7 separate regions of the Mus musculus genome follow, and all the other regions are linked to region 6. Evidence: chromatin contacts called from public HiChIP or PLAC-seq and promoter capture Hi-C data. All regions are on one chromosome and are shown on one strand. Each heading gives the region's core, a stretch centred on a gene start, on an enhancer-like site or on the middle of the called end of the contact. The rest is flanking DNA. Distances are from core to core; before and after follow the strand shown.

Region 1 (3,916 bases), core at 1,254-3,753, 1.2 Mb before region 6:
GTGGTCACTATGGATTTAGACTTTCCAGTGAAAGAAGAGGGAGGAGGTTGGAGAGAAGAGAGGTAAGAAAAGAGACTTATTAGAAGATAGAAATCAGTTCACACCGTGATGGATGCTGCAAGGTCCTGGAGACCCAGGACAACCATGGTAGTTAATCTTGATGTCAACTGGTCTGAACTTAGAATCATCATAGAAACAGATCTCTTCATATGTCTGTGAAAATATTCCCAGAAAGACTTAACTGAAGAGGGAAGACTCATCCTGAATGTGGGTGGAGCCATACTGTATACTGGAGTCTCAGACTGAATCAACAAGGAAAGTACTAGAACTGAGCACTGGCAGTCATTTATCCCTCTGCTTCCTGGCTGCAGACATAAAGTGACAGGCTCCCTCACACCCTAGCCACCATGCCTTCCCTGCCATGACAATGTCCTATCAAAGTGTAAGCTAAAGTATACCATTTCCCCCTTACATTGCTTCTTATCAGGTGATAAAGTGATTAGTGCAAAAGCTAGCGATAATAAGTTCCAGCCAGAGCACAGGCTAGAGCCACAGCAAGGAGACACTGACATCCCGTGCCCAATGGCCAGGTAGAGACTGAGGTTTATCCCAGTTAGTCTTTAACAGGTTGGATGTAGAGGCACATCCATACTGGGAAGGGCCTCTGCTTTACTCTGCTGGTTCAAAATCAATCACATCCAGATACTCCTTCCCAAATAAACTTAAGAGTATTGCTGTGCCAGAGCAATTAAGAGCACGCAGTGGTCCAGTCCTTGAGTATCACAGCCCCTCAGGCAAGAGATAAAGGGATTGCATCATAGCTCAACCTACTCTGATGGATACAACAAGAAACATTCAGGTGTTGTTGACACTGGGCCACAAAGTTTATCCTAGAGAACTGCACAGTTGAGTTACACACAAAACAAACCACATACGAACCTCATAGTGTTTTAAGGAAGTTTATACTATTCCCTTGGGCCACATTTATAGCTCTCCTCTGTCACATGGGACCTACCGCCACAGACTGGAGAACTCTATAAAACATCGCAAAGAACAAGGTGGCTTCCGATGAAGAAAAGCATTTAAAGTATCCTCGTGAGCCAAGCACGTCTCAGAATGAAATATTGTACCTCTCAGCTTGCTTGTAGAAGAGGAGATATATTTGTAATTACACACACAGACAAAGTACAGAAAGGATGCAGAGGAGGATATGCTAGGTAGGATATGTTAGGTAGGATATGCTAGGTAGGATATGTTGTAGTCGCTACATCTGGGAAGACAAAGGAAAAGAGGAACTCCATAGTGTTGTTGTAGGCTTTACAGAGAGATCATGGGAAACTCAAGACAATTCAGGAAAATTCACTGCAGACAGGAGAGGCAGATGGGGCTCCTTAATATTCTGCAAGCATACACTTGTGCTTCGTACTGTCGTAAAGAAACCTGCAATGCATTCTGCAAATAGCTCAACACATACACACTGCTAATCGTTTGTTTGTCCCAAGTGTCTCTCCAGGAACAATGAAGGTCTCGGCAGCCTGGGACGGTGCAAACCCAGCTGCACAGAGCAATAACAGGAAGAAGTGCAGGAGACATACGGAGACACAAACCAGTATAATCTCAGGAGTAAGGCTGACCCTTGACCAGAGGCAGTATTAAACTTTGGAATAATTGCCTTTGTTTGCTCTTTATAAGGTTTTCTTGGCTGGAGATGAGATAAAAAGACGGGGTGTTAGAATGTTAATCCGCTTCTTTCTCAGATAACTAGCTCTCTGAATAACATCTGACTTAAAGATTAAATTCCTGTCTTTGATGTTTACCATCTGTGGTGACAGCACAAATTTCCTTTATAAAACAATTCTATTCGTAAAATGAATGAAAACAGCCGTAAATATGGTCAACTATGCCTTACCACACACCCGCTTCAAGTCAATAAGTACGGTTGGATCACTACCTACAAATGGAGAAGACAGGAAAAGTGTGTGTGTCCTTAAAATATTACCCTGTCATACATATGTGTCATTCACAGAAAAGGATGCAGCCAACTGCTCACAGGGGTGAGAGCAGAACATTTGAGTGGTACCAGTCTCTATACTTTCAAAAGGCTGCACAGTGCACAGAATGGAATTTTAAGAACACAAAATACCCTGTGTGGTGATGGACCTCTTTATTTCCAGCACCCAAGGAGGTGTGTTTGTGTGTGTGTGTGTGTGTGTGTGTGTGTGTGTGTGTGTAGGAGTCTGAAAGTAAGAGGCCAGTCTGGTACCCAGGGACAGCTCTGGACCACCCAGGACTGTAGAGAGAAAAATTCGATCTTAAAAATATCCGGTAGGGAGAAGGGTAGCTATAGAAGCGTCTCTTCCACTCCCGGAAGGCACGGAGTCCCGCTAGATCCCTTTTCCCTCCCGGACAAAGGCGAACAGGTTAGGACTAGGAGCTGGCGCCCAAGATCGCCACGGAACCATTAGAGTGGGCACACACCCGACGGGGGGAACGCTTTTGCACGGGACTTCCGGGGTAGGGCCTGTCGGAGCGGAAGTGCCGTGTGGCGCGCGGGGTCTGGTCCGGGCGGTGGTCGGCGGGCTTGGGTCCCTCGACACCCCGGGGGCGCGCGGAGGCTCGAGAGGGCGTCGGGTGCCTGCCCTGGCCTCGCGGCCATGAACCTGGAGCCGCTGCGCAAACGCGTCCGGCAGTACCTGGACCAGGTGCGCGGCGGGGGGCCGGACGCTGGGCTTCGGGGCGGTGGGGCCCGGCGGGGAGCGCGGCCCCGATGGCTCCGATCCTGCGTGGACTGCGGGAGCAGGGCTGGGCTGGGCTGGGACGGCTGCACTGGGACCTTGGAATCTGGCCGGACCGTAGGACATTTGGGAGGATTTAGTTGTGTTTCTTATTGGACAGAATACTTGGGAAGACAAGCTAGCTGTCTCCAGTTAGGACTGGAAACAATACCCCGTGCTGGATCTTCAGCCTCCGCGCTGCTCTCGAGTGGACAAGCCGGGACTATTCGAGGGAAGGGGTGTCTCTGGGGTCCACGTCATTGTCATGTCATTTGGTTTTTTGCTAAAATGCTTGCTCTCCCGATAAATGGGAAACGGAAGAGATGCTAAGTGAATGAGCCAGAGGTTTGCACTTCGCTGGAAGGCTGCGTGCTAAGGGGCAGTCGGTTTGTGATTATTTTCTTTGGCACTGAGATGTAGAGAGGACAATGTGGGCCTCTTTTTTCACTCTGGGGGCATCTGTTCAGAGCAGATTCTCGGGTCCATAAGACTTTCTCCTGGCTACTCATTGGGCTACCCTGTTCTGACTATATCCTGAGGAACTGAGGCAGAGGCAGTAAGAGCTAGGGATCAGCACTAACCAGGACAGATTCCTGAGTGTCTTTCCGCTGTCAGATTAAGTGTTGTTAGAGTTGACTACAGGGGGCGACATTGCCCATGACCAGTGACTGTTAAGGGTTATGGGTTTAATTGTGAAATATTTGAATCTAGTGCTCTGCTAGATGCTACTTTAGGATTCATTTGAGCTTGTGGGAAGTGTTATTACATAAATGTCAGTATCAGAAGTTCTAGATGACTGCATTTCAATCGCTTATGCACTGTTTTAGATACTAGCTGATACATTTTTGGTAGTGTATGAGTTAAACTGCTATCTTGAATTGTATATATGAAGTTCTTACGGTAATGACGACCTAAAACTCACACTAGCTGAGCTGTAAAATACAGGTGATTGGTGGGCCCCGTGCTACATCTAAGAACGTGTTGTAGTGAGTGGTGGATTTGGTGTGTGGATTTATATTAGTCGACTGTGGGGGCAACAGCAGTCACCCTGTGTTTGCTTTTTGTATGCAGCAACAGTATCAAAGTGCTCTGTTTTGGGCAGACAAGGTAGCTTCACTCTCTCATGGTGAGTGACATGCAAT
Region 2 (3,451 bases), core at 444-2,943, 1.6 Mb before region 6:
ACTCACTGAAAAGGTGAGTCAAATAGCTTGTTTATATAGTCAGAAATGGGGTGTGGGAAGGATGTTTGCACCAGTCACAGTCTTTCTGCTTGGCCAGTAGAGATGCTTCCCTCCCCCTCCCCCTGAACCCCTCATCCCCCAACCCCAAATTCTGGGTGAAAACTGCTACTAGAGCTTACCAGAGCTTGTGATGGCAAAGAGTCTAGTGCAAGCTATTGACACACTCATGCCTTGGGTATTTCTGGTGCAAGCTATTGACACACTCATGCCTTGGGTATTTCTGGTGCAAGCTATTGACACACTCATGCCTTGGGTATTTCTGGTGCAAGCTATTGACACACTCATGCCTGGGTATCGCCTCTTCTGCTTCAGCAATAAGCAGCTGTGGTTGCAGGGCTGCTTCCTCAAAGCCGCTGAGCAGTGTTCAAACAGGACAGCTGCTGGCGGACAGTTCGGCCAGATGCTAAAGAAGGGCTGTTGGGCTGAGTCATGGGACTGAGGCAGCCAGGTAACGGAGAAAGATCTGTCAGTTTGGGAGTCAAATTGACCTTTCCTCCAGAATAAAATCCGGTCACTCACATTAACAGTTTTCTGATAGTACTTAACTTTGCCCTGCTCTTCAGTCCCATATTCTTGGGAAACGTTGTGTCATTTTATCTGAACCATTTGGACTGATTTGTGAGCCCCAGCCTATTCTCCTCCCAGGCTCTCCAGCTTTAGTCTTAAAGAAGTGGCCTCTAAGATGGACTGAGTCTTCAAGGCTCAGGGTCTACCAGACCCCTCTTGGGATGAAGCAGAAGGTTTCTGAAGTGAAAGGCGCAAATGCATACACACCTGATTAACAGGCTGTTTCCTGCCCTGAATCACTGACAGCCCAGGCTCAGGGCATGTGGCTGTGGAGGTCAGTAGTTGAGCAGAGGTGGGGGATCTTGTCTCTGTATTGTTCAGTATGCATCCGAACAGTCTTTACTTTGTTCTGTGTAAATGAACAAGATTCTTCTCCCTGTGTGCACATGCAGGTACTTTAAAGCACTCTCAGAACTGACCTCTTTTTTCTCATGTGTACACACACGCCTGCTTTTTTTCAGTGCGCAGACATTAACATAGGTTTCCATATGTTTGCACAGAGGGTTCTCTTCTGTATATATGTTCAGGCGTGCACACACGACTGATACTCCATGTACACACACGTGTATACAGTCAGACTCTGCATATCCACAGGTGTGCACACACATGATCCTTTCCCTACGTGTGCATGCAGGTATGGCACACACCACATTCTTTTCACCGTTGGCGCGCGTGGTACACGCGCACACACAGAGCCAAACACGTGGCCCTCTACTCCCTGCGCATGCACACAGATATGCATACAGTTGGCCCTTGGTGTACACACACACACACATACACACACACACACACACACACACACACACACACACACACACACACAGAGGCGCGCACACACGTGGCCTCTCTCCGAGCGCACATGGAGACGCGCGCAGCGCTGTTCGGCGTCGGCGGTCTCCAGCCGGGTCCCGCCGCACGCGCACGCGCGCGCAGGCCCCGCCCCTCTCCCAGGGCGGGTAGCACCGGCGAGAGGCGCGGGAGATGAGCGGCGGGAGGAGGAGGAGGAGGAGGAGGGCGCCGAAGGCGCGAAAAGGCGCGCAGGCGCGCTGCGCGCAGCGGGCCCGCCGCCGCCCACGTCACCGCGCCGCGCGCACGTCACGCCGGCCCGACGCTCGGCCCAGGGTGAGCCCGCGTCCCGGCGCCGCTGGCTCAGGGCAGGGACCGCCAGGGCCGGACCTCCGGGCCGGCGCCTCCGCGCCCCCGTCGTCCGCCCCGCGCGCCCCGCCGGCCAGCCAGGTGTGGCGGGGGCACCGGCCGGTCGCGGCGGGAGGGCGCAGGCTGGGCGCGCGGCCCCGTTCCCGCCCCAGCCCGGTTCCCGCGTCCGGTCGCATCCCGCCCGCCGCCCAGCCTCAGCTGGAGTCGGCCTCGACGCGGCGTGGCGTGGGCGGCGGGCAGGGGTCCTGGCCACCCTCCGGCTCTGTCCGCGCCAGGGCGCGGGGCTGGTGGCTGGGCCTAGTGACAGGTGGGGCGAGCGGGCGGGCGGCCGGGAGCCCACCTGTCAGAGTGGTCGGCGGCCCCTCGGGGTCTTGGGCAGCCCGGGGTGGGGGGTGCCCGCCGCGGCCCGGGCGGAGCCACGCAGTGTCGTGTGCCCAAGTGGGGGGCCTTGTGCCTCGGCGGGGCCTGTGGTCAGGCGGGGCCCGCGTGCCCAGGTGGGGTGAGCCTGACGGCTGCGCGTCGCTCAGCCAAGGGTCCGGGGTCTGGCCCCGCTGCCGGTGGGAGCTGCTGGTGCCCGCAGGGAGCATTTCCATTTAGAGAGGTGACTTAAAATCCCCGTGTGGGACCTGCTTGGCTAGCTCTCCTGTCGGGATTGTGCAAGAAAGGCCCCTGCTGCCTGGAGGCCTGCCTCTGCCTCGTGCTGGTGGGGAGATGTTTCCTTTGAAATGCGATGTGCGTTAAATTTCTTCTCATTCTCATTCATTATTCATCCCCTCCCTTTTTTTCTTTTCTTTCTTTCTTTCTTTTTTTTTTTTTTTTAACCAGATAAGTACGGTTTCTTCTGTGGAGGGTACGCAGTTAAAGCCTTGATTTCCTGGATCTGGTAACATGGCAAAAGATGTAAGTATGGTCGCTGCATGCTGCAGACATGTTGGCACAGCTCGTTGCAGTTTTCTCCCTTTATTTGAGAGTGGCCATACGTGTGTGGCAGTGGGTTGGCCAAGACATTTTACAGGCAGGAGCTGGGATGGAGATGAGGGATGATGGCGAGAGTCGTTAGGTGGGTGTCTCCCCTCTGCACAAATGGTCTTTGTCATCCGAAGCGTGACACGTTTTTTTTTTCTTTTTTGTTTTTTTTTTCGTGGTTTGATGATGATGTCTTGATTTTTTTTTCTTTATCTAAACTGCTTAAATAAAATAAAAAAATTAATACATCTCTCAGTTATGAGTGTGTGAGAGGGTGTTGTTTGTTAGTGGGTTTCCACACAGGAGAGCTGTCAACATGGAACTTACACTGTACTAGTTTTATGTAGTACGTAAGACCGTAATCCAGCTTTGATGGATTGAATCCCAACTACTTGTTTGGGCACATTTTTCTCAGAAAGATGACATTTGGTGATTAATGAAACACCGTGGAAATGCTGGTTGGTTTAGCTTCATATTTATCACGAAGCTACCGAGCGTTTTGAAGTTTTTTTGGGAAACAGGTATGGACAATTAGGTTTTAAGGCTGTAAATACAGTCTGTATTGTTGGTCACATACATACATTTTTGCAGTATTGCTTTAACTCCCTCCAACACTGATCGTGTCCGTTCCAGTGTTCCTCAGTGTCCACTGTTCTGTGACTGTTAGATTCATGCCTTTTCTGTGCAGCCCTGGAAATGCAGG
Region 3 (3,871 bases), core at 1,289-3,788, 1.0 Mb before region 6:
CGGATTGTAGTTCATTCCAAATATTGTCAAGTTGACAACCAGGAATAGCCACTACACCCGGTGACTGACTCTGGTCCAGGACTTGGTATAGGACCTCTATCATTCTATGGAGCACTCCTAAGTGTGACCAAGGAGGTGTGCAGTCTCTGCTCAGAAGGTTTCAGGAGTGGACAGAGCCTGGGTTCCCAGTAGGATATTGTTTTGTTTGCTTTTTGTTTGTTTTATCTGTATGGGTGCATGCCTAATGCCCGAGGAGGCCAGAAGACTATGTCAGATCCCCTGAAACTGGAGTTACAGATGTTTGTGAGCTACCATGTGTGACTTGGACCAGCAGATTGGTTTTTTTTTTTCAGTGATAAGAGCATGAGAAGAAGGAGCAGGGAGTAAAAAGATAGGCAGGTTTGGGATCAGGAAGTCTAGCACAGCTATGGCTCATGCCAGGCAAGGTTACTAATAAATGCAGCATCTTACATTCTCTTAGTAGCAGGAAATGGGCCAAGGTCAACAGAAAGCTAAATCAGTGTTGGCAAAGAGAACATAGACACAGCTGCCTTAAGACCATACCCTGGGAGTGGGGGTAAAGGAGAAAGGAATGTTGGCTTCCCAGGGACTGAAACTTTAACTCCTTTCAGGTCCCGGCCCTAGCCCCAAACTAGACCTACCAAGTCAGCCTCTTGGCAAGGACACAGAACTAATGTTCCCTTTGTCCTTTCATTGGAACCTCTGAGGAAGCCTTGGATTAACCTGGCTCCAAACAGGTTCCAGGAAGAGAAGAACCCAGATTCTCTGGAAGGGCAGCCAATGCTCTTAACTACTGAGCCATTGCTCAAGTCCTTCCTGGCTTAATATGCAACAGAACCTTAACAAGCAAAATCATCTGTCCACTACAGTATAATTCTCACAATGGGGTTCTCCAGCCAGAAGCAGTTCTGGTGCCTTCTGGGCACTTGCTAGATTCCTCAGACCTGCCTCAGGACTCAGCATCAGATGCTGTCAGCCTGGGGCCCTGGCCTTATTCTTCAGAGCACTAGGATATCTGTAGAGAGCCTCAACAGAGGGATTTTCTGCATCAGATTGACTATTGGACATTTTTTTTTTTAGTATAGAATAGAGTTTATTCAGGGCATGGGGAGGGGAGTTAAGAGGGTAGCAGAGGCAGAGAGAGGCAGAGAGAAGGAGAGAGCAGAGAAGCAGAGGCCAGCCATGAACATATGGAGAGAAAGGGGAAGGGAATGGGGAGAGATGAGGAACAAGGGGGCGAGAGGCAAGAGAGGCAAGAGTGTAAGAGCACTAGTGGGCATTTTTGTGGAGCATTTTCTTGATTGCTAACTTATGTGGGGAGACCCCCACACACTGGGGGCTGTTCCGTACCTGGGCAGGTGGGCCTAGGCTGTATAAGGAAGGTAACAAGCCATCTAGAAGAAAGCCAGCTAGGAATAGCACCAAGGTCTCTGCTTACTCAAGGTTCCTGCCTTGAGTTTCCTCAGTATCTTATAAAGTAAACCCTTTCCTCCCCTAAGTTCCTTGAAGGTGCCAAACATCCTCACTTAGAATAACAAGGGTTAGACTTCCAGCACCTCAAAAATTGAAAACAAGTTGGGCAGTGGTGGCACTCATTTTTTTTTTTGTTTGTTTGATTTTTTTTGTTTTTCTAGACAGGGTTTCTCTGTATAGCCCTGGCTGTCCTGGAACTCACTTTGTAGACCAGGCTGGCCTCAAACTCAGAAATCTGCCTGCCTCTACCTCCCGAGTGCTGGGATTAAAGGCGTGCACCACCATGCCTAGCGGCACTCACCTTTAATCCCAGCACTTGGGATCAAGAAGTGTGCTTGCTGACTCTTAGACAGTGACTGTTGGTGCAAACGGTCATGGATTCCCAAAAGTGGGTTAGGAATGCTTGTGGTGGCTCGTGCCTTTGAGCCCAGCACCTGAAAGGAGGCAGAGACAGGTGGATATCAGGGCTACATAGGGAGAGACGGTCTTAAAAAAAAACAAAGTCACTAATGTGTTATGTGTCAGACAGCGTGGGATGCTTAAATAAGGTGGCCCTGGGTTCATTTCTATCATCATTCAAGTCCAAAATGCAAGGAATCAAACCACTACCACCACCAATAACAACAAAAAGGCAAAAGCTTAAGAAATTACATAGGTGTATAAAGTAAGGTAAACTAGGTCCTCACAATCTTTCAAAGCAAACAGACTAATACTAAAACTAAAAGTGAATACATTTCAATTGCAATTGAAGCCAATTTTTAGAGTTTTGTGTTTGGAGACATGAAACCTGTTTACTGCCTTCGAAAAGCTTTGTATTTGCCTTGTATTTCTAGTTTAGACAGTATGTCTTATTGGAATGAATGAATGAACGCATCCTTATTAGGAAGGAACAAATCAAAAGACAAAAATAATCAAAACGAACCTACCAAACAAACAAACAAACAAAAAACCCAAACAATCAAAAGAGGGGTTAAGCAAAGAGACAGAAGCCCAGGCCTGGGGCTGGGCCCTTGCTTCCTCCGGCACAGCCCAGCTGGGAACCTTAGGGGCCGGGGGAAGGGGGCGACCCGGAGGCACGCGACGGCACTTCCGGTGCGAGCGCGCGGTACTTCCCGGCTGGTCCTGCGTCCAGCCGCCATTCCCGAGGCCGCACAGCCAGCCCAGAGTTTCCTGTGGGCGTTTCCTCCTCTTCACTTCAGGACGCCTCGCCGGATGGTGAGGAGCGGGCGGGCGGGCGCCTCGGTACGGGCTGCAGGGTTCGGCGGGAGGGCGGGCGCCGTGGTGCGCTTGGCGCGGCCTGGAGGCCGGAGCGCCCGGTGGCCTCATCCTTGCTCTCCGCCTCCGGGGCCAGCCTTGTGTTTTTCTTGCGTGGCGGCGCACAGGATGGGAGGGGGCGGTATCGGTCTGGAATCTGCTTTAGGGCTGCTGTCCCGAGGCTCCGAAGGTCTCTGGACGTGGACCGTATCCGGGCTTAGCCTCGCCCAGGTACCCTTTCGGATGGATGGCTGCAGCCTAGCGGGGTGTTTTCCCGAGAAAGGGCCAGCGCTTTGGCACTTGACTGTGGAGTGTAAACCGGTGCCAATCTAGTATTCCCAAACATTTAATTAATCTAAAGATCGCTCGGTGCCCAGAAGTTCTACCCCCAGGTCAACGGATCTTGCTTGTCAAGAACACAAGGAACTCAGAGCCATTAGCTACACTGTTAGTGGCACACACGTGGCCATGCACTGTCTCTCCTGTAAACTGTGGATCTCCTAAATTAGGCTGACGCTGCGGCTCGATGGTGAGCCCGTGCTTAGCAAGAGTGAGGCCTTGGGTTCCATCCCAGGACTTGGGAACAAAAAAGTGACACTTGTTACAAATTAGCTCACTGATCAACACAAGTTGTTAATGGAATTGGAAAACGTGTAGAAACGTAAGGGTTATTTGTGCTTTGTGTTGTTGTTGTTGTAGTTTTTAAAGAAAAACAACCAGTCAAAAATGTATAACCTTAAAAAAAAAGGCTATTCATAAAGAACAGTCTTATGGGCTGGAGAGATGGTGGCTCAGTGGTTGGGAGCACTGACTGCTCTTCCAAAGGCCCTGAGTTCAGATCCCAGTGACCACGTGGTGGCTCACAACCATTTGTAAGACAGCTACAGTGTACTTATATATAATAAAATAATAATAAGAAAAAACAGTCTTGGGCTGGAGAGATCACTCAATGGTTAAGAGGTCTGACTGCTCTTCCAAAGGTCCTGAGTTCAAATCCCAGCAACCACATGGTGGCTCACAACCATCTGTAATGAGATCTGATGCCCTCTTCTGGGGTGTCTGAAGACAGCTACAGTGTACTTATGTATAATAATGAATCTTTTTTTAAAAAAAGAAAGAACAG
Region 4 (3,453 bases), core at 271-2,770, 1.0 Mb before region 6:
ATCTGAGCATTTAGGAGATAGGTGCAGGAGGATCAGAAGTCCTGGCCACAGAGTGAGCCCAGCTCCTGGGCTACATGAGACCCTGTCTCAAAAATATTACAATAAAGCCAACAATAATAACAAAACCACCTGTTAGACTGCAAGAAGTAACACTTCTTTGACTTAAATTGCAATATTTATTTTATTTGTGTATATTTGTGTGTGTGTGAATATACCAGGAGGATCCCCTGGAGAGGGAGTTGCAGAGGGCTGAGACATCTGTTGTGGGTGCTAAGAGCCAAGCCAAACTCTGTAAGACCACCATGGCTGTCTTTCCAGCCTTCATCCTGCATGTAAATAAACTGTACTTAGCACTCACCCTAATTACCGTTCATTATCTAGTCACCCCTGAGCTTTAATGACTCTATCTCCTGTAGTCCGTGATAACCACAGACCACTGCTGCCCCCTATGGTGCTGGACCTCTTACTTGAACCTCACGCCTATCTCCCTACTCCTGCTCACCCTTCCACTTAAAAGCTTCGCGAGCCCTCCACTGCCATCACAGACCAGCAATGCCATTCATATTGACTCTCACGTTCCTTTCTGTAAGAAGCCTGCTCTCCGACCCAAGCTCCAAGGCCATTTGCCTTGCCCTTTCTCATATCCAGACCTTTGCTGGGCCTACCCTCTCACCCAAGAACATCCTTTCCAGATCCGCCCTAACAACATCACTCTCCTATTTTGCAAAAGTGATTTTCTTTGCAAATCTATTGGTACTTGAATAGCAGCTTCAAGTACCATCACTGAGGCTCTGGTAAGCGTTCTATTCATTCATCCAATTAGGATACACCAGGCATAGGTGCGGCTTCTGGGAAACAGGATGTCTACAGTCAAGAAGCTCGCAGTAGGTGGATGCAATACGGGCAGGTCATGGGGAAAGGCTGTATGGCGCGCACTTAAAAACAAGTTTCTGAAAACCCGTGTCACAAGGGGACCATTCGTTTCATCAAATGGGAAAAAGCACGGGTGACATCTGGCGTCCAAGGTCAGCTACACATCCCCACCAATGGCCAGAGGTCCTCAAGGTGAGAAAAAAAAAATCCGTTTCCTCGCAGCTCCCACCTGACCCAGCCCCCTGCGGCTGGAGCGGGCTCAGGGCAGCCGGCTCCGGGAAGCCAGCTCCGCGTTCCCTGCATTCACTCCCGCAGATGCTCCCCAGCAGCCCCAGTGTCCCTCTCCCTTCAGCGCCAGCCACAGCCTAGGGCTCGGGTCCGCGCGCGTTCCCGCGCCCACTGCCGTTACCGGCCAGGCTCTCTGCGTGCACTCGCGCGGCCCCGGCGTTTCCCGGGTGAGCGGCCTCCCGGCAGCGCGTGAACCCCGCGGTTTCCCGCCTGGGTGGTCGCGGATGCCCGCGTCCCCCACCCCGTCGCGCTCACCTCCGCGCTGGGGGCCTCCTGCGAACTCCGCTCGCCCGGGCCCCGACCGGTGGCTGCCTGAGGGTCCATGCCCGGCCGCCCACAGCCAGGCGCCTGGGACGCTCCGGCACGTGACGGCCGACGGGCTGCGGACAAGCCAATCGGCGTGGGGCGGCGCGGCGACCGAGGGGGCGGGGCGGCGCAGGGGCAGCGCCGGACGGCACGCCCACCTGCGTTGTTGTGCGGGACCGCAGGCTCTACAGCTCTTTCTGACCTCTAGTGCTGGTTTCGAGCCTTAGGCCTGATTGGGCACTGAGCCATCCCAGCCACACGGGGCTTTCCTACTGCATTGTGAAATGACACATAGAGCCCACCCGGGTGTCACACAGTCACAGCCGATGGGCTCCATCACTTTTCTCTCTACCCAATCACAGGGTTTTCCAGATTGCAGGCTGCACCCGCACTACAGCATCCCTTAATGAGGGACTTCAGCAACCTGAAATGATCTGAAATGATAACCCAGCAGCCTGGAGACATGCTGCTTTGATTTAATGATCGTCTTTAAAGTCAATCTGCAAGGAACCAGGATAAAGGAGCAAAACAACGTGCCACCACAAAAACAAGGTGGTGTTAGGAACTTAGAGTCAAAAGCCAGTGCTCCAAGTCAGTAATGTGACTTTGTTGAATAATTCTCCGTTTTCCGTTTCTCTTAGGAGTGTCAGAGGCTACAGCTAAAAAGTTTTGCCCACATGACTACTGGAACAGGAGCTGGACAAAGATGATACCAGTAGACATGCTAATTGGCTCACAAAGCCTCAACCCTACACACAGAACTATAGGCAACTAAGGATTGCTGAGAGTGGGAGAGATAGCCTTCCCCAAGGAAGAGTACCGTTGGTTATCCAGTACCCAGTGGTTGGTTATCCAGTATTCAGTGGTTGGTTATTCAGTACCCAATGGTCTGCCCTGGAAGCCCTACACATGCAAGTAACATTGTATAGACTGAGCAGATTGTATTTAGGTACATTCACATACACACACACACACACACACACACACACACACACACACATGCACACATACACATTCACACATTCACACATACACATTCACAGATACACACATTTGTCACACATATACACATACAAATGAGCGTTCACACACAACACATTCGCGCGCGCACATTCACACACGTTCACACATATATTTCTCACACACACATTCACACATACATTTCTCACACATATACACACACATTCACCCATACACATTCACACACGTTCACACACACACACACAAATAGATTTCACACACGCACACACACAAGCGCGCGTTTGACTAACCTGTTCTCAGGAGATACTTGCTTCCCACTGCATGATTGCTATTCCCACAGCAGCTTGGGGAAAGGAATCAGAAATGTTTACTTACCTTCCAATTTTGTTTTGAACAGGAGTCTTGCTAGACAGCCCAAGTTCAATTAGAAATCGAGATCTTCCTGTCTGTTTCAGCTTTCCAAGTGCAGAGATTACACGTGTGAGCCACCACACTCTGACTGAAAGAGAAATCTGCACCGAATGATAACAAGCTTTAAAAATAGCACGCACTGCCATGACTTAGAAACTACAAATCCATCTTCCCAGACAAGACATGCTTATACAACGTACTTGCTCCTTTTTGAGCAACATAATTTTACTGAAAAAAAAAAAGACAAAAAGATGGATAATTGTCCTGTAAACTAAAAAGGATGAAATGTCTTCTTCTACAAGGACAGAAAGCCTATTGCATCTTGTGTAAGCAGACACCCAGGCCAGCGCCTCCATAGCAGTTTAAATGAGGACACATCTGCGAATCAATACAAGAAGTGGAGACTGACAGTTGGTTATTCCCGTCTCAGTCAACATTTAGTGACATTAGCCACCCCTGAATTATGGTGTTTACTTCTCTTCCTGATCTTCTTGCCTTATTTATTTATTTATTTATTTAATGTTTGAGTACTCTATCTGTACATACACCTGCATGCCAGAAGAGGGCATCGGATCCCATCATAGATGATTGTGA
Region 5 (3,669 bases), core at 487-2,986, 1.1 Mb before region 6:
TCTACTGCCTCTCCTGGCTCTTTCCAGTTTCAATCTCAGCTCATTTCTGTGACCTCTTAAATCTTGCAGCGTTCATGCCTACACAATCAGTTCCACTATGTGGGGTACACATTACCAAGTCAGGTTTCCTGCTTGAGATAGCCTTGACTGCATCTGGACTGCAGTGTCTGTGTGCTGACCTTTAGGAAGTATATCCAGAAAATTGCACTTTGATGATGCTGGTCTTATTAATCACAACTGATTCTTCATCCCCAGCTAACCATCATTATTTGTCCCAATAAAGGTAGATTCTTAATCCAAATATCACAAGAACATCCCTGGTATCCCTCTGATACTTCATAATGTCTCTCTTCTTTCAATGGTATCTTTCATGTTTCCACAACTCATTACACTCTGAACACTGACCAAAAGCAACTTGTGGGAGGAAGAGATTTAGTTCCTCTTCTAGCTCTCTGGTCACATCCCTCAGTGAGGGAAATCAGAGAAGAAATTCAAGTAGGAGTTTGGAGGCAAGAACTAGCAGGGCCACAGAGAATGCTTATTGGCTTTATTACAAGCAAGGTCCAACTGCTGTGGGACCCTTTCACGTCCATTAGTCAAGAAACTGTTCCACAGGCCAATCTGATGAAAATAATGCCTCAACTCTTTCCTCTTCACAACCAAGTGACTATTTTGAGTCAAGCTGACATAAACTAACCAGCAGTTTGCCAGACAGGTGAAAGGGTGTTGGGTCAGGCACACAGGAGGACAGTCAATGGCTTTATCTTTAAGGGGGCAAAAGCCAGCCCGAGATAATTTTGGCTCCAAGCTTGTAATGTTCCAACTTTCTTCCATTGTGAAGTTACTATCCATCGACCTTGTACTATCTTAACAACTGGGTATGGGTTGGTTTTTCCTGACAACTCGTCGTCCACATTTTTATCAGCCTCTCACACGTGTGTTTTCTTCCTAATAAAGGTTAAGAGGCTATCAGAACTTCTGGTCAGTGTAACTGGTTATTCCAAACTGAGCTGGTTCAAGTGATGGGCTCAGTCCTAGCTTTCTTTGCAACACGAAATACTGGAAAACCGCTCTTGCCCAGGCTTTTATAGAACTCTCGATGTTTGAGGCCTGTTTGACGCAGACCTAAACGGTTTTGAGTCTTTGGCTTATTTAAAACGTCACATTTCAGGAGTGCCACGATCGATTTCTGAAAATCTCTCATTCTCCTTTACCATTAACGTAGGGAGAATGGTGCTATACATCATTGAGCACATGGGAAAACTGTATTGTTCGTATATCTGCTACAAATAAAATAAAAATAAAAAGCCAGACGCCTTTAATCCCAGGAGGCAGAGGATCTCTGAGCTCCAGGAGAGCCAGGTCTACAGAGTGAGTTCCAGGACAATCAAGGCTACACAAAGCCCTGTCTCAACAGAGAAAACGTGTAGGAGGGAGGCGGAGGGCAGAGTGGGGCGAGGAGAGCGACGGGTTTACTTTCGGTACTGTCCCAGTGACTCCGGGTGGACCGGGGGCTCCCAGTCCCCACCGCAGGTCAGCAGCGCACGGGACGTCCGGAGTGAGCATCTGCTCTCCGCGTGGCTGGCAGCACCGATCTCCTTCACCGTCGCCGCCGTTCTAGGACGTCCGCTGTCTTTTAAAAACTGCCGCGCTGCCCCCTACAGGCGCGGGCCAGCATTGGCACCGCCCCTTCCCTGTCAGGGCCGGGGAGGGGACACTGAACACCGAATTCCAAGGGAGGGGCTGCCTAGTCCTCGCGAGGCTTCGTTCTCGCGGAGGTGGCGGCGGCCGGCCGGCCGGTGGGGATGCGCTCGGAAGAGGGGGCCGGAGGCTTAGGCGCAGCCCTGGCTGCGCGGGGCCCGAGCTGGAGGGAGAAACTATCGAGCTCAGAGACCCACTGCCGCCGCGAGTCACCGCGGAAGGAGTCGGCGGCGCCTCCGGCCCCGACCCTAAGTGAGAGCGGGGCCGGCAAGCCTCGCGAGGAGAAGAGGACAGCCCTGAGCAAGGTGGGGGCGGGGCCCGCAAGTCTCGCGAGAGGACGGCTTCTAAGCCCCCCGGTGGGCGGGGCTTGGGGAGGGCGGGGCGGGTTGTTCATCTCAGGGGCGGAGCCTAGTCTCCGAAGTGATGCGGGCTGTTGCGAGCAGTCTGGACTAGGATTAGCGAGTCGGGGTGGAGCTGGGGAGCCGCGGTCCCCCGAGCTCCGGGGAACCTCAGGCTGAGTGGGCGTGGCGGGCGGCAGCACCTGAGTGAACGCAATGGTCATCCCAGGTGGTCCTCCGGCGTCTGCCCCCGGGCCTCACCAAAGAGCAGCTGGAAGAGCAACTGCGCCCCCTGCCGGCGCACGATTACTTCGAGGTGGTGGCTGCGGACCTCAGGTGAGGGCTGCTGCGGGACACCCACTGGTGAAGGATGGAGGACCCCGCGGGCGCTCGCAGTTGCAGTCCCCTCCCAGCTGTCAGTGCACGCCCACGTTAGGAGCGGGCAAGTCACCTCGTCAGCCCGTTACCATGCCTTCCTCGGCGTAGCTTTTAATAAACTGTATGATGAGCAAAACCGGACTGCATCCCTTACACACGTTGAGTCTGGAGTGTTTTCCCTAGTGAGGGACCAGTAACTGAGCCCTGAGAAGTGGAATCTCTCATTGCTTGCACCACCACCCAGCCAGAAGGTTCCCTGCCTGTGGGGATGCGAGCAACGCAGGGCTGACCTAAGCAGCAGATGTCAGTGCCACAGGAATTCGTGGGTTTTCCACGATACTTATTTTTATATCCTTTTATGGTATTCTTTCTCATTTGTGTCATATACGCTTTCCTTTGGGATACCAATTTTGTTTTGTTATTTTTTTTAAAGTCTATTCTAATAAAAATATGAATAATTAAATGGGTATCCTTTGAAAAACCACAGGTGGTTTTCAGGTGGCTGAAGTTTAGAAAAATGGCTAAAAGAACAGTGTGCAATTACTCGGTGTGCAATTCCGGTCCCAGCTTGTAACTTGCACCCTCTGTACGAACAACAGATTTCTCTAAACTTCTGTATTCTTTGTGAAATGGAATGGAATCGTTCCTACCTGTGAAAAGAGTTGTGTGTGAGACGGGGAGAATGATTTAGTTTTTCCTTGGTACGTGGTCTGACACCCATTCAAAATACAGCATGTCATCCATGAAGGAGCCTAGACAAGTCTCGTTCTTGTTCAGATGTACCAGAAATGGCTCTAAAAGTACCCATGGCATGGTGACTTCTGGAGTCTAGTATTTTACCCTTGGCTCTGTACAGAAGAGGCGGTCCTGGATAATTAAGGCTTCAGTTAATGGTTGCTTTATCTTCGGGGTGTTTTGTTTTGTTTTGTTTTTTTGCTAAGGAATATCCAAATTGTTAAAATTTACTGAGACGTGATTCTCGGGCATGAAAAAGTATTTGCTTATTCATAGGAGATAAGGCAGAATCAAGGGCCGTCCGTTTTACTAACCACTGTTGCCTCGGTTTCAGCCTTTATCCTCATGTCTACTCCAGAGCATACATTAATTTTAGGAACCCTGATGACATCCTGCTGTTCAGAGACCGTTTTGACGGCTATATCTTCATTGGCAATAAAGGTCAGTGAGTTTCAGTTAACTTCTCACAGCTAAAATAAGGTCATAAACTCTTACTGTCACGTCATGTGCTGACGGA
Region 6 (3,617 bases), core at 224-2,723:
GGGAGTTCTTTGGGTACTTTACCCAAAGGTCTTCCACAGAGACAACAGGAATGTCTTGTCATTTCAGACAGGTCTGAGAGTTCAACACAGTCCACTCCTGTAACTTTAGTGAATGCTACTTCCAAACAGCTATGAGGTGTCACCGTACCTAGGCTATAATCTGACCTACCTAGTCATAGTCTGTTTGAGAAATGTCTAGCTACAGAGCATACCAGCTCTATAGACACTTACTGTGGAACAAACCTCTCTCTGAACTCATTCTGTAACTGAGTGGACTTAGAGACTTAAGAACCCCGGGGTTTCCGCAACTTCTATGAACCATGTTGGTGGGAGATGTGACAGTCCAGTATGGGAACATGTTTGCTATGTGCCCTAGCCGTGTACCAGTTAGCACTTTGATGGGTGTTGCTTTCCTTTAATAATTTAATGATTTGCTTCCCTCTACATGCACAAAACAAAGGTTCGTGCTAAGCACATTCAACTGCCCAGAAGGGCTCTTCCAGAATATCCCAGCACTTTTCTATGCAGACACCTGCAGGCCTTTAATATCACCAAGGCCCACATTCTTGGTCTTCACAGCGCCTCCCTTTCCAGGCTCAGCCATGAGCAGAAAGGCTAGCTAAGCTCTCTCCAGCATCGCTTCCTGCATTTAGAGAGCTATGGAAAGCTGGAACTCCGGTTCAGCAAACAAGAGCCTCCCGGTGACAGGCAAGCTGTAATAGCGCCTGGAAAGGTATTGAGCTGAGGTCACGGTTGGTCGGCATTTCTATTTCCTGTACTTGGCGGGACGAGGAGCCCCTGACCCTGACCAGCCAGGACCGCCTAGGCTGGCAGGGTGGCTCTAGGTCGGATGGGTTGTTCTCCTGGCATCCCCTACTTTGTAGGTCTGTAAGGAACAGTGGATGCTGGGTGTGGTATCCGTTCTGTGCCCCACTGCCCGTGGGACCCAAGATGGGAGAGGTGGTCAGGGGGAGAAGGGCCAGAGATGGAGTGAAGTGTTGTTCAGTGCCCCCTTCCCACAGGAGCCCTGACCAGGATCTGCAGAGAGCAAGCAGACTCTGGGGTCACGATGGGTGGAGTGTCTGTCTTGTGTTCCCTGCCAGCGACAGCGCAGCTCCCAGTGTCTAACAGAGGGCGGATGATCGGGAGACACAATCTGGCCCCGCGCCATTTCCCAGTGACCAGGAGTCTGAGGGGAGAAGCGTCCACTCTGGGGCACTACAAGCTGGTGTCCTTTCTGTGCCCCCTCTGTCCCCGGGGGCGCAAGGTAGGCAGCATCCCTCCTACTCACGGCGCGGGGCGTTAGGCTGGGGGCGGGGCGGGGAGGGGAGGGGGGCTGATGGCCACGTGGCCTCGCAGGAATGCGCTGGCGCGAGGGTCGGGCGCGGCCGAGGAACGGGCAGGAACGCTGGCCAATGAGCACGAAGCACGGCCGGTTCCGGCCAATCATGGTGAGGTGGGAGGGGCTTCCCTGGCGGGCGGGGTGGGAGCGCATCGCGGGCGGGGCGCGCGGGGCGCGCGGGGGGCGCGGGACAACTGGCGGACGCAGACGGCGGATGGCGCCCGGTCCCTCGGTGAGTGAGCACGGCGACCCCAAGTCCCGTCCCAGGCCGCTTGCACGGGTTGCTTCTTTGCTTTAAAAGTTGCACTTCTACCCAGGTCCCCGAAGTAGCTAAACCCCACCCTGGGTTTGCGGGACTGCGCACAGTGACAGACGGCAGCGAGTAACCACCCCCCAACACCAGTTCAGCGCTGTCTCTGGCACAGGACGGCAAGGAGCTCCCAACTTCAGTTTCAGTTGCCCCCAAATCTGGCCGGTGTTTCCTTCTCTAGGCCCAGCAACCCCTACCCGACCCCCCGCTTTAGTGAGTGTCTATGGACATGGGGGAAGCAAGAAGCACCCACAAATTTGCAGGTGGCCCCTAGGCACAGACAGAAGCAGCCCCTCAACCTATGCCCTAGGTGTTCTCAGGCATAGATTCAGCGGCATGCAGCCTTCCCTTTCAATGGTTATCCCCAGACACAAGGCAGCAAAAAGTCCCCCAACTTCGATGGGTGTCCCTAGACACAGAGCATTGAGCAGCCGCCCAACTTGAGTGAATCTTCGGCCAAGACAGGAGACAGTCCCCAGCATCACTGTGTCCCATAGCCTGAGGGTAAGGCTCAAGGGTATGTGCAGTAGGGACCTGCAGCCTCTGACCTGGAGATGTGGGGTGAAAGGGTGAAAGGTCGCTGAAATTGCATGAGAGAAGTCATCTTGGGATGTTTGAATTAAGATCCTTAGGATCCCCTTTAGGGTGAAGTTGTTGCTGGGGTAAGGTTTTTTTGCTACCCACCATTGCTCAATAATTAGGGTAGATCCTGATCTGGTGTGCAGTAAATAAAAGCAGGTGGTTGGGCACCCTGGACACTGTGGGACACCATGTTTTGATTTCCCAGAGGGCAATAGACATGCTTGGTGTGAACTCTAACGTAGGATGCATCTCAGTTACAGCCTTTGCTGGAGGAAGAGGTTCTTCTGGACTCAAATGGCAGCAATCTTTCCTTCTTTTCTTTGGCTGGACCACACAGTAAGCTGTGTAGCTGTGTTTAGAATCTGGGCAAGGGACAGCATTTCATTGTCAGGTGACTCTTTCTTGATTCTAGGTCCTCCCTCGCACATACTCAGCAGGTGCTCCTTACTACTGCCGAGCATCTTGCCAGGCAAATGCTCTGTTGCTGAGCTACGCCCACAGCCTTGGTTACTATTAAAAAATCTATTTTGGCACTCGAAGGTCTGAGTTAGAAGGATCTTGAGTCTGGCCAGCCTGGGCTCCAATAATGAGATTTTTTCATATAAACAAGAAGGCAGGACTGGGGTGTGGCATGCAGCAGGCTGGGTTTGATCCCCAGTAAATGCTGAATTAATACATAGGTAAAGGTGTTGTGGCTTGAATGAGGATGCCGCCCCCCTCCACAGGCTCCGATGCCTGAATTCTCGGTTCCTAGTTGGAGTGCTGTTTGGGTAGGTTTAGGAGGTACGGCCCTGAAGGAGGATGTATGATCTTTGACGTTTCAGAGTTGTGCAGTATTCAGATTATGTCCTCTTCGATTCATGCATGTCTGCTGGTGGCTCCAGGTGTATGTTCTCAGTGTTCTACTGTAGCCACTGTGCCCGGTGCCATGCTCCGCCCATCCCTGTATGCTCCGCCCATCCCAGCATGCTCCGCCCACCCCGCAGTAATGCACTTTTATCCCTCAGCAACCAGATGCCCAAATAAACTGCCTTGGTCATGGTGCTTTATCACGGCAATAGAAACATAACTAATAATAAATATTACAAAAATTATATATATATATGTACACATATATGCACATATATGTGTACATATATATAATACCGACTTTTATCTCGTCCTTCAGGACCTGAAACTCCCTTCGTTAAAAACTGGTCTGTACGATGACGCTAACGAACCAAATTGCGCAGCTCTTCCTTCTGATTCCTCTTCAAATACCTATTTTACCAAGAATAACTTTTATTAGAAAAGATTGTTCAAGTTTGTACTTAAGTCTCTCTTTAAATGTTTACCACTCCTTTCTGGCCCCAAGAGCTTTTTGTCATTTCACTGGCATCAGTA
Region 7 (3,735 bases), core at 482-2,981, 1.2 Mb before region 6:
GGGACCTTCTGACTTGTCCCCTCTGCTGCTCCCCTAGTGAAGACCCGATTCCGGCAGACAGACTGAAGTCTTTCCTTCCCTCCTGTCTTATTTACTATGTCATTCTGGAAAAGAAATCCTCTTTGTTTGAATGGAACTAAAACCTTTCCCTGTGTGCACAGTAGCCGATGCTAGGATTGAAGCAAGCACACTGTACTGAAAGGGAAAGAAAGTCTTGGACCCTTCTCACCAACTGACCTGATTCTGCCCCAGCAGTATTCCACAGCAACCTCCCCAGATCCTTGAGCAAAAGGGCACAGCACCCCTGGAGCCTGGTGGACTCACTTGGTCAGAGGATCTGGCTGAAGGAAACTGAAGCTGGCCACCCTCACACAAGTAGTCTTTGCCCACAGAGGACAGAAAGCAGCCCCTTTCCTCAGATGGAAACTGACAGCAATTCCAGGCATAAGAGCAAGAGAAATCCCTCCCGTGCCCTCTGCTCCAGCCCAAACACCACATGCTCTCCGCAGCGCTTCTGAACCAAAGATCAAACTGTCTCGGGCGATGATTCAAAAGCAAAATAAAGCGGACAGGAAGCAACACGCTGATTGCGAGTAGCTGGCATTCTTCAGACAGCATCGAATGTCATCAACAACTGACACCAGGCTGTGACTGTTGCCACCCACTAGGGGCCTTTTCACATGGGAACAGGCCAGTAATGTGGGGCGCAGTTCAGAGGGAAAAGACTACAGGGACGGTGCACTAGGACCCAGAATTCCTTCCAAGAAAATTGGCCCCTGCCCAGTGTGTTAATGACTTGATGTGTAACGGTCACTTCAGAAAACCACTGTAAGGAAGTAGACTCACACGTCACTCACAAGATAAAAAACAACTGGGAAAAACGAAATCTCCAGGTTAAAAAAAAAAAAATCAGGAAGTCCTCTCCAGGTCTCTCCAGTTCCACTTCACTCCCCGTTCCTAGCGTTGCTGCCGAAGTCCCGACCAGCCCAGAGCAGCCTGAATGCCAGGCCTGCCGGCCACAGCTCCCACGGCCAGTTCTCAATGAAAGGAGGGGGAGGTGCTGGTGGCTCCATCACCAGGCCTGCAGCGCGCAGACACCACACACACACACACACACACACACACACACACACGGTCGCGCGCGTGCACGGCCTCGAAGCCTGCAGCAGCCGAAAAGGTGAAGGGGCGCCCCCTCCTTGGGAAATAAGTTCCTGCGCACAACTGTGGAGAGGACACCAGGAGACTGACATCAGTAGACCCGATCCCTGAAGTGGGAGCACCCAGACGGATCCGCGCGTGCTCGTGCATGTAAAGTCAGGCGCCTGGGATCTGGAGCGGTGCTGCGCACACGGACACACGCAGGCAACCACGCGCGCTCACTCCCACAAACAGACGCCCCCTGATACAGGTCCCTCCTCCCCCGCAATGCCACGGAGAACCGGGCAGTCTAGGCGGAGAAACACGAGGAGCCGGTCCAGCCCGGCCGGATACCAAGAACAGGGGTCTGGGGAGTTGCCCACGCCACCGCGGTCCTCACCAATCTTGATCCTCACGCTCTGGAAGACCCGCAGTCCCTCTTCCTCCACCGCCATGCTGCTTGTCGACCTCGCCAACGCGCGAGGGCCCGGCAGCGCGGCCGCAGAAGGGGGACAAGACAGGGGAAGAAGCCGGCAGACGGAGCCGAGCTGCGGATGCCCCCAGAGCCCCGCGCGCTGCGGTCCGCGCTCTGACCGGGTGCACCGCCTCGCGCCCTTCCATTGGCAGAGCTCGGGGGCGGGGCTGCGGGCGCCTTCCTTCGCCAGAGCCCCGATCTTCATTGGCTAAGGCTCTGCATGGGGTGGGGTAGTACGACTCCGCCTACTGTCAAACACTGCATTCCATTGGTCGGGTCTGTAAGGAGGCGGAGGCGGACTCTAAGGCGGGATCGGAAGGGACTTGCCTTGGAGTGCCCCTGAAGCGGTCCCTCTTCACAGCCCTCGCTGGTCCGGTCTCTCTGGACCTGGGACAAAGAGAGATCGTGAGTATTGATCTGTGTTTTGACCGCCAGGTCCCGTAAGACCGACTCGCACTTAAAATCTAAAAAGCTATATTCAAACAAAAGGTATGAAAGGAAAAGATTTCCTCTAGCCCCAGCTTCAGCGACTGAGAAAAGTGACACCTGCCGATCGCTCTGGAGAAATCAGAAGGTGATATGCTGTCAAAGTGAGGGCAAGTGGACCCTGTGCCCAGCAAGCAGTCCCTGCTTACCCTGTGGTGTGCTTGGGCAGCCTCAACGCGGCCCTTGAATTTAGCATTCCAGAACCTTCAAACCTGGTGCTTACTGGCAATTTGATTGGTATGCAACTTTAGAATTGTTGTATCTCTACAACGATACTGTGAGGTCCTATCCCCGATCCCTCCACTAAGTTTTTCCTGCAGCTGGCATAACTCCCAGCTTTCCTAGAGGGCCAAGAGCTCTAGTCCCTCGTTCCTTATAGTAGTCACAGAAGTGTCTCCCAGAGGCCCTGGTGGGTGGGGAGTGGCGGTAGAGATAGCCTCTGCAGTGGGTTTGAAGGAGGCCTGCCTTTCGGTAGGACTGAAAACGGAAGTGGCATCGCTTGAGGAGTCAGGAGGCTAGGTCATTGATACACCAACTGAAAGGTGTGACACAAAAATCCCTTGGTGCTATACGGTAGCTCTCTCACCAGCAGCCAAAGAGCAGAAATACAGTGTATAGGCAGGACACCCAGGAAGGTGCTGGAACTCCAGAGAAGCTGATTTGGAACCCTCCAGAAGCTGCTGTGCCATAGACAGGCTCTGACTGGGAAGAGAGGGAGCCGCTCTGGGTTAACACATCTAAAACCCTGAATCTCCGGCTCAGGAACTCAGCTTAGTGGTAGAGAACTTGGGTAGGAGGCACATGACTGGACAGGGATGGGGGTGGTGGTGGGGAAGGACACAAAATCACCAAAAGACTGCTTTAGCTGGGCTGCTGTACTGTGATAAAGCACCATGACCAAAAACAACTTGGAAACCATAAATAAATAAATAAATAAATAAATAAATAAGATGGGGAGGGGAGAGGTGGTGATCTCAGTGCAGGAGACAGAGACTGGCAGATCTCTGGATTCAAGACCAGCCAGATCTGCAGAGTAAGTTTGAAGACAGCCAGAAGTACACAGAGAAACCCTGTAGTAGACCCTTCTCCAACAAAAGGACTTGGGGAGGAATTGGTTTATTTTCCTCAGAGTTCATCATCAAGTCAAGGCAGGAACCTGGATGCAAGGACTGACAGAAGCAGAAGCCACTGGAGAGCGCTACTTATTGCCTTGTCTGTTGGCTTGTGCAGCCTTCTTTCTTACCCACTCCAGACCACCTGACCAAGACTGGCACTTCCCACAGGGACAGATGCCCGTAGAAGGACTAGACGAGCTAACCCTGAGCTGCCGCAGAGCTAGGCCCTGACAAAAGCGAGGACAGGGGCAGAAAGGGGACCAGGAGCTGACAGGAAAGCTGGTAACCATCAGCATCAAAGAGGATGTGGTAGCATCATGGCCACCAGGACAGGAGAGCCAGGAGAGAGACAGACACTCCCAGGAGAAGGCTTCCCCTGGATTAATTAATAAAACCAAAGGCAATCAGTCAGAGTGAGCAGCTTCCACACTGACGGCCTGCTACCGAAGATGAAGCTGAATTCTGAGGAGGACACCCGGGAGGTGCCTGCTCCACACAGGTGCACGCTAGACCGCTCAAGGG

Evidence for each region. Promoter capture Hi-C pulls out the DNA fragments that hold promoters and counts their contacts. HiChIP or PLAC-seq counts read pairs in DNA pulled down with a chosen protein or histone mark.
Region 1: an H3K27ac HiChIP or PLAC-seq map of embryonic stem cells shows a contact between it and region 6, with 4 times the contacts expected there. The contact joins the promoter of Cdc16 here to the promoter of Arhgef10 in region 6. A contact is called at or near these places in 6 of 39 promoter capture datasets (3T3-L1-derived adipocytes, embryonic stem cells, hippocampal neurons and 2 more), 1 of 484 Hi-C or Micro-C datasets (the N1E-115 cell line), 5 of 115 datasets of contacts at active chromatin or transcription factors (embryonic stem cells, large pre-B cells, pancreatic cancer cells and 1 more) and 2 of 9 other capture datasets (liver and macrophages).
Region 2: a promoter capture Hi-C map of embryonic stem cells shows a contact between it and region 6, with 6 times the contacts expected there. The contact joins the promoter of Tfdp1 here to the promoter of Arhgef10 in region 6. A contact is called at or near these places in 2 of 39 promoter capture datasets (the 3T3-L1 cell line and embryonic stem cells).
Region 3: a contact with region 6 is called in an H3K27ac HiChIP or PLAC-seq map of embryonic stem cells, with 4 times the contacts expected there. The contact joins the promoter of Champ1 here to the promoter of Arhgef10 in region 6. A contact is called at or near these places in 7 of 39 promoter capture datasets (the 3T3-L1 cell line, cranial neural crest, embryonic stem cells and 3 more), 8 of 115 datasets of contacts at active chromatin or transcription factors (astrocytes, embryonic forebrain, embryonic stem cells and 4 more) and 2 of 9 other capture datasets (adipose tissue and liver).
Region 4: a contact with region 6 is called in a promoter capture Hi-C map of embryonic stem cells, with 6 times the contacts expected there. The contact joins the promoter of Coprs here to the promoter of Arhgef10 in region 6. A contact is called at or near these places in 11 of 39 promoter capture datasets (the 3T3-L1 cell line, cranial neural crest, embryonic stem cells and 5 more), 3 of 15 datasets of contacts at CTCF or cohesin (the NIH/3T3 cell line, large pre-B cells and pro-B cells), 1 of 484 Hi-C or Micro-C datasets (the HL-1 cell line), 11 of 115 datasets of contacts at active chromatin or transcription factors (the NIH/3T3 cell line, astrocytes, bone marrow-derived macrophages and 7 more) and 3 of 9 other capture datasets (adipose tissue, liver and macrophages).
Region 5: a promoter capture Hi-C map of the SN4741 cell line shows a contact between it and region 6, with 5 times the contacts expected there. The contact joins the promoter of Upf3a here to the promoter of Arhgef10 in region 6. A contact is called at or near these places in 8 of 39 promoter capture datasets (the 3T3-L1 cell line, the SN4741 cell line, cranial neural crest and 5 more), 5 of 484 Hi-C or Micro-C datasets (the G1E-ER4 cell line, Th1 cells, cortical neurons and 1 more), 4 of 115 datasets of contacts at active chromatin or transcription factors (embryonic forebrain, embryonic stem cells, extraembryonic endoderm stem cells and 1 more) and 3 of 9 other capture datasets (adipose tissue, embryonic stem cells and liver).
Region 7: a promoter capture Hi-C map of liver shows a contact between it and region 6, with 3 times the contacts expected there. The contact joins the promoter of Rasa3 here to the promoter of Arhgef10 in region 6. A contact is called at or near these places in 4 of 39 promoter capture datasets (embryonic stem cells, hippocampal neurons, liver and 1 more) and 2 of 115 datasets of contacts at active chromatin or transcription factors (embryonic stem cells and thymic regulatory T cells).

Annotation. Positions count from the first base shown.
Region 1 is chr8:13,755,153-13,759,068 of GRCm38.p6, forward strand. Cdc16 (CDC16 cell division cycle 16) reads left to right here and starts at 2,504. Exons shown (of 18, transcript NM_027276.3): 1 at 2,504-2,702; 2 at 3,846-3,900. The coding sequence starts at 2,655. The region is part of intron 1 of Gm46032 (a long non-coding RNA gene); the gene reads right to left.
Region 2 is chr8:13,337,058-13,340,508 of GRCm38.p6, forward strand. Tfdp1 (transcription factor Dp 1) reads left to right here and starts at 1,694. Exons shown (of 12, transcript NM_001291765.1): 1 at 1,694-1,749; 2 at 2,608-2,682. The coding sequence starts at 2,671.
Region 3 is chr8:13,867,103-13,870,973 of GRCm38.p6, forward strand. It overlaps Champ1 (chromosome alignment maintaining phosphoprotein 1), which reads left to right and starts at 2,539. Exons shown (of 2, transcript NM_181854.2): 1 at 2,539-2,709.
Region 4 is chr8:13,888,751-13,892,203 of GRCm38.p6, forward strand. It overlaps Coprs (coordinator of PRMT5, differentiation stimulator), which reads right to left and starts at 1,521. Exons shown (of 4, transcript NM_025556.3): 1 at 1,417-1,521. The coding sequence starts at 1,485.
Region 5 is chr8:13,783,879-13,787,547 of GRCm38.p6, forward strand. It overlaps Upf3a (UPF3 regulator of nonsense transcripts homolog A (yeast)), which reads left to right and starts at 1,737. Exons shown (of 9, transcript NM_025924.2): 1 at 1,737-2,006; 2 at 2,269-2,375; 3 at 3,487-3,593. The coding sequence starts at 1,806. Gm46032 (a long non-coding RNA gene) reads right to left here and starts at 1,178. Exons shown (of 2, transcript XR_001778519.2): 1 at 1-1,178.
Region 6 is chr8:14,910,190-14,913,806 of GRCm38.p6, forward strand. Arhgef10 (Rho guanine nucleotide exchange factor (GEF) 10) reads left to right here and starts at 1,474. Exons shown (of 29, transcript NM_172751.3): 1 at 1,474-1,574.
Region 7 is chr8:13,675,856-13,679,590 of GRCm38.p6, forward strand. It overlaps Rasa3 (RAS p21 protein activator 3), which reads right to left and starts at 1,732. Exons shown (of 24, transcript NM_009025.2): 1 at 1,538-1,732. The coding sequence starts at 1,592.